Regions from separate parts of the Cricetulus griseus genome. Here region 1 is linked to region 2. Evidence: chromatin contacts called from public Hi-C data. All regions are on one chromosome and are shown on one strand. Each heading gives the region's core, a stretch centred on a gene start, on an enhancer-like site or on the middle of the called end of the contact. The rest is flanking DNA. Distances are from core to core; before and after follow the strand shown.

Region 1 (2,824 bases), core at 60-2,559, 48 kb before region 2:
TATTACACAAGCATTGTATCCCTACAAACAATGTAAGCAACATTTCGCAAATTCTTTTCAAAGAGTCTAATTGGATCAGCCATACCTGCCACTGGGAAGGAAACCTGTTGTTCCTGGGAATCAACAGAAGCCTTGGAGGGCATGAGGCTGTTGTTCCCACTGTGGCTAGGCAGCTCCCAGATTCACTGACACCTGCAGGGCAGGGACATTGGGACACATCTGTCTCCTGGCTGCTGACATTGAGTTTTGATGCCTGGAATGGGACCCAAAGTTCTAACATTCTCTGATGTCCTGAGCATCAAGCCAGCTGTGAGCACTGGACATCCCTGTCCTGGGTGGCCCTCTTGCTTCAAACAGGCTTAAAGTCACTCCATCTTAGGTTGGACCAGGACCTTTCCCCTGCTTTTCTATCCTTACCTCCAAATCCCAGGACCTACATCCTCTCCGACTCCCCCTCGTATACCATAGCTCCTAGGTGCACGGACTAGTTAGGTGTCTCTACACTACTGTGAAAATAGTTGTCTTAGAAAGACTGGCATTTGGAAATAGTCACAAGATCCTCCACCTTCCATGAGGAGGTGAAACGCCTGGAAACTCCCTAGGAGCCAGCTCTGAGACTTCCTGTCCTCTGTTCTTTGCATGCATAGTGTGTGTCCCTAGGTTGTCTGATTGATACCCTCATAATGTTTATCTCACGAAGAACTAGAGACTTACTCAGCGTGGTCCCCTTCCACTAGTTCCTCCCACCTACCCTGAGTCAGGCTGATGGAGTCAAAAGATCCATGTGGCAGCAGGGAACCTGTGTTCAAGTAAGCACAGTGGGGTCCTCAGTGGCAGAAAGGGAAATTTCCTTGCTGGAGTCACTAGCCTCCTTCGTGACAACAGACGTCCTGGGCCCTCTAGCCAGCACCTGCGGTCTCAGCTCCAGCTTCAGGCCCAGAACACAAAAACTACCTCGGGTCCGGCTGACCTTCTCATCCGGAACAGGTGCCAGGGATCAAGGTAACCCATGGTACAGGGCGAGCGATGCCAATTAGACCTCTCTTCCGAGCTCCCGCTGTCCAGGCTTCTGAAGCAGGAAAGGTTCCGAGAGCAGCGGTGCGGAGCGTAGGGCGGTGACGAGCAAAGCCCCGCCCCGCGGCTCGCAGGGCTGCCCTGCCCCTGGGTCCCCGCTTGTCCTCCGCCCTCCCAGTGGCGCGCATTTACCTGCTTGCAGGCAGAGGGAGGCGGGGCGGGAGCGGGGTGCGCGCCCGTCCCCGGAGCAGCCGCTGTCAGTCACCGCTGCTGAGCGCCAGCGAGGACGAGCCTCTGGCCCAGGCGGCCCGCGCCTGGCGACCCGAAACACAGTACCCGCGGCCCAGCGACCCCGAGCCCAGCGTCGGGCCCCTCCTGCCGGGCTCCCGGGCGCCCATTGGCTTCCAAGGCGCAGGCAGCACTGGTGAGTGATCGTCATCAGGGACGCGCGGGGCGGCCCTGGAGCCTTTGTCTCCGCGCCCCTAAGAGCGGGAGACCTCGGCACCGAGCCTGACTCTCAAAGAGACGAAGGGAAGGGTGCTCGGTACTGGCACCAGAACTCTGATCCCTCCCCAGGCCAGGAGCGCCCGGGTCACAACTGACCAGAGGAGCAGGTGTCCCCGCAGGTGGCAGCTGGGCGACCTCTCGGACCGAAACCACGTCGGCAGCCCCATCTTTCTTGGCAAGTGGTGGACGCAAGTGTAGACTCAGGTCCACAGCGGTGGGGACTAGGAGCCTGCAGGATAGCCCGGAGTGGTCTCCGGCCAGGCCTGGGGACCCCGGGGTCGCTGAAACTCGAGCGGCCTAAAAATGGTGAGGGGAGGAGTTTAGAGGTGGGAGGTGACCTCGGTCTAGAGAGACAGCCGTCCGCGTGCGGAGAGGGGTCCTGATGGGCTCCGAGGGCGCCCAGGGGCCCACCTAAGCCTGCCTTGCCTGCTAACCACACACCTGCTGGCCCTCGTGCGAGCCCTGCCCTGCTCTGCCCTTCCCCACAAGGAGAAGCAGTTCCTCTTCGAGCAGAGGGCGGCGACAGGCACTTGTCCAGGCTTCCGCCTTCTCCGGGCCTGTCTCGGGCTCCTAGGCCCTCTCCCACCCTGCCCACCTGCTGGCCCCCGCGCTGTGTCCAGCCCGGCCCCGTCTTCCCGCCCTAACTTGATCTCTTGGTCCTGCTGAAGCGCCGGGTCCCAGTAGCCCCCGGGGGACAGTCCTCGTGTTCATGTTCTGCTTTGGTGTGTTGTAAACGCCTCTGGTTTTTAGGGGATGTGCGTACCCTGTGTGGGATTTTGAGGTGTTTCTCTAGTCCCCTGATTTGGGAGGTGGAGCGAGGCTTGGACAAGGGTTTGTGATTCTCTGAGGAATCAGTTCTGACACTTGACGCTTGCCAGCAGGACAGCTGCTGAGCCACACAGCACACCACACCACATGAGAGTGGATCTGTGCCGTTGGGGACAGTCTTGGAGCAGGGCGTGAGAGCCTGTCGGGTGGGAGGCATCAGACACTGGACAGGCATCGCCTCTGCCTGCGCAGGACACCGGGCATGCAACTAGAACATTTCTTTAGAAGAAGGCAACCTTAGGGAGGTCTCATTTAAGACCTGTGGCTTTGGAGATTATGTCTAGATGAGCTCAAAGGACCACTCACTCACTACTCATGGCTCTCCCAGAAGAGCTTCCCCTGCCACCGGCACCTCTGGGATGGGTGGGGGCACCCGTGTTAGAGGATGGGATCCTGGGAAGAGGCCAACCCAAGTTGGAGTGCAGGATAACCACATAACAGGTGCACAGCCCCCCAGCTCGTGTAGACATTCCCA
Region 2 (2,932 bases), core at 422-2,921:
TTGTGAGTAAACTGCACACTAAACATTTAAACTCAAAGACAAAAGTTCAAAATCCAAGCATGGGGTGAATGTCAGTTATCTGATACTTGAGAGGCCTGAGGTGGGAGGGTGGCCACAAGCTCAAGACCTGCCTACAAGTTCCTGACCAACCAGGGCTGGACAGTGAAACTCTGTCTCAAAATATTTTTTTAAAAGGCAAGTAATGGTGCACCTGTTGTAATCTCAGTGCTGGAGAGGTGGAAATAGTGGATCCCTAGTGCTTGCTGGCCAGCCTGGCTAGCCTAATGGGCAGGCTTCTAGCCAGTGAGAGACACTGACTCAAAGATTGAGGTAGATTGTTCCTGAGAAAGGACATCCAAAGGTGACATCTGGACCGTTGCACACATACATGTACACCCACACAGATGCACGCACACACACAAATAAAACAATATAGTAAATATTAAATAATATAATAAGCCTCATATCCATGCTTGCATCAAAAGCTTCAACAGGATCCCAAAGAAAGGACAGAAAAGCTGCCCCAACCCCCCTTTATCCCATCATCCCCAGGAGTACCAGGGCACCAAGTCAGGGGCAACTGAACCCTCCCACAGTAGGTTGTTCCCTGCCTCGCAGAAACACAAGGAATCACTGAATGTTAGTATTTGTACTGTCCCCAGAGTCCCAACAGGCTCCTGTTTAGTCTTACCTAGAATTCAAAGCTATGTAAGCCGTTTGAAATCTAAGATTACCCACACAGGCAACCCGTCTGCAGATAGGAATTGCCTGGCTACTGTATTCTATCCAAGCTGACACTGGCACCCTCTCATGTGAAACCATCTACCCAGACCCAGAGCGCATGTGCTTGGCTAGGCAGAGCAATAACCCTGAGCTATCTCACCCGAGTCCAACCCTGAGCTCTGCCGCATCTCCCACTTGAAGACAAAGCATTAAGATCATTTTGTTGCCAAAAATGTATCGATATGTGTGCAACTGTGTTCATCGGTTTGTTATTTTCTTCCAGGATGGTGAGATTCACCAAGGAGAGGCTGAAAAAAAGAGAAGCGTGGGCAAACTTTCTCAGACAGCCTCGGAAGACAGCGATGTGTTTGGTATGTAGCGGACAGAGGGTATGACCCCCTTTCCTGCTTGGACTGTGAGCCCACGCCTTCTCACTGGGGAATTCTTGTCCTTGTCTTTGGGTTTTTGTTATTGCTGTTGTGGTTTTGTTTTGTTTTGTTTTTGTTACCATATGAGAATACAAGCTTGCACATGACACAGTGCACGTGTGGAAGTCAGAGGACAACCTCACCCCCCACTTTTTGTGAAACAGGTTATCTTGTTCACCACTGCATACCCCAAGATAACTGGTCTTTGAGCTTCCAATGGCTGGCTCCACCCATACCCTTCTCTTGACACTGGAATTACAGATGTGCACTATTGTGTGTGGTTTTACATGGATTCCAGGGATCCACACTGAGGTCCTCACGTTTATGCAGCAAGTCATTTACCCACTGGACTATGTCCCCATGCTCTGTCTTCATTTTTAAATATCTGTGCAATGGTGTGGTAAACAGGCCTCCTTACTGCCCTCCTGCAGACTCTCTCCCACTTTGTGTTCATGTTTGCTCTCTGTAGCCCTAAGGCTCCTCTCAGTCTCCCTCTCTGCCAGATGGTGGGGACATCAGCAAGCCAGCCCCACAGTGTCATAACAATGCTGACAAGGAAGTAAGCTTGCCAAAGTTTGTGCACTGCTTTCCTTGGGCTGGCTGCAGACGGTGACTCAGCTGTTGTTGGGAGTAAGTGTGGTCTTCGAAATGTTACCTTCCTGGTGCCTCAAGAATACACACTGCCCTGTGCATGGGTTTTCTGTTTCTTCCTACTTATCAGAGTGGACAAACATCCTCACCTGAGTCTTGTGGAATTGTGGTAGAGTTACCTTTTCCATGACTTCCCTCCGATGTGGGCTCCCACAACTGACCAGAATCTGAGGGACACTGCTGTCTTCTTTCTTCCACTTAGGGAGACAGGAGAAGGGAAGCGTGGTAGAGAACAAGCCCAAGTGGTAAGAGCCCACTGTCCTGAGAGGAAACAGCAGCCAGGCCCTGCCACTGCAGGTCATAGCCTAAGTTTCAGTCACTCAAAGCCTGCAACCCTTGGCCACTCCCTGATCGGGCCTCTGCTTGCTTATGCAAAGGTCTTTCTCCATCCTTCTCCCCTAGGCAGTGCCATCTACCCTGGTGTTTCTCAGGGTATTATTCTTTTTTACTAACTTAGTTTCTTCAAAATTCCTTCCTTCTGTGCTTTGTCCTTCTTGAGCAAGCACCTGTGGTTGAAAAGTCTGGGAATAGTGGTACCCTAAAATTGAAAACCATGACTGTGAGCTGAAAGTATGGTAGATCCAGGGCAGTGGGGGAGGGGCTCTTCCAGTTCCTCTAACTATGTCCATTTTCACTGGAATTTTCTTGGGGCATTTCTGTCTTTAGGAAGTGGGGTATTCTTTTTTTTAGTTGCCCCTGGGGCCTGAGCCTGGGGGAAGAGTAGAAGACAGCATTGTGACAGCAAAGTACAAAATTTAAAATACCCAGGGCAAGGCACAGTACAGAACTCAATGTCTGCCTGTGTGGTGTTTAGGGGGGAAAGCAAGTCTTTGGCCATGGTTTTTTTACTTGTGATTCCCAAGTACAGACATATAACTAATGCACATCTGTACACACAGAAGCATATTAGAGGTGCCAAAGAAAATGCAAAATATGTGTGTCTGGGTTTACATTTTCTTTAAGGAAGTGTTGTCTTTAGATTCAGTTGGGTTGTATTGTTGTTCTAGGGATGGATTTCAGGAGCTGAGTACATGCTAGGCAAGTGCCTTACCACTGAACTACGGTCCTAGTCCTATTTAATTGCTTTTTAGCTTATTTATAATCATAGTAACTTGTACCTACCATTATGT

The links. Hi-C and Micro-C count contacts between places; a contact is called where the count stands out from the background.
Region 1: a contact with region 2 is called in a Hi-C map of fibroblasts, with 2.0 times the contacts expected there. The contact joins the promoter of Mbp here to the enhancer-like site in region 2. A contact is called at or near these places in 4 of 8 Hi-C or Micro-C datasets (the CHK-Q cell line, the CHL-YN cell line, the CHO-K1 cell line and 1 more).

What each region holds. Positions count from the first base shown.
Region 1 is chr2:233,086,728-233,089,551 of CriGri-PICRH-1.0, reverse strand. It overlaps Mbp (myelin basic protein), which reads left to right and starts at 1,309. Exons shown (of 7, transcript XM_035440308.1): 1 at 1,309-1,438.
Region 2 is chr2:233,039,155-233,042,086 of CriGri-PICRH-1.0, reverse strand. Mbp (myelin basic protein) reads left to right here. Exons shown (of 7, transcript XM_035440308.1): 3 at 1,007-1,094. Among named protein-coding and RNA genes, the nearest start is that of Mbp, 48 kb to the left of the region's middle. Within about 2 kb of position 1,671, at least 2 of the 6 cell types and tissues checked have open chromatin away from gene starts, as enhancers often do. A contact at or near this core is called in fibroblasts, where this site is marked.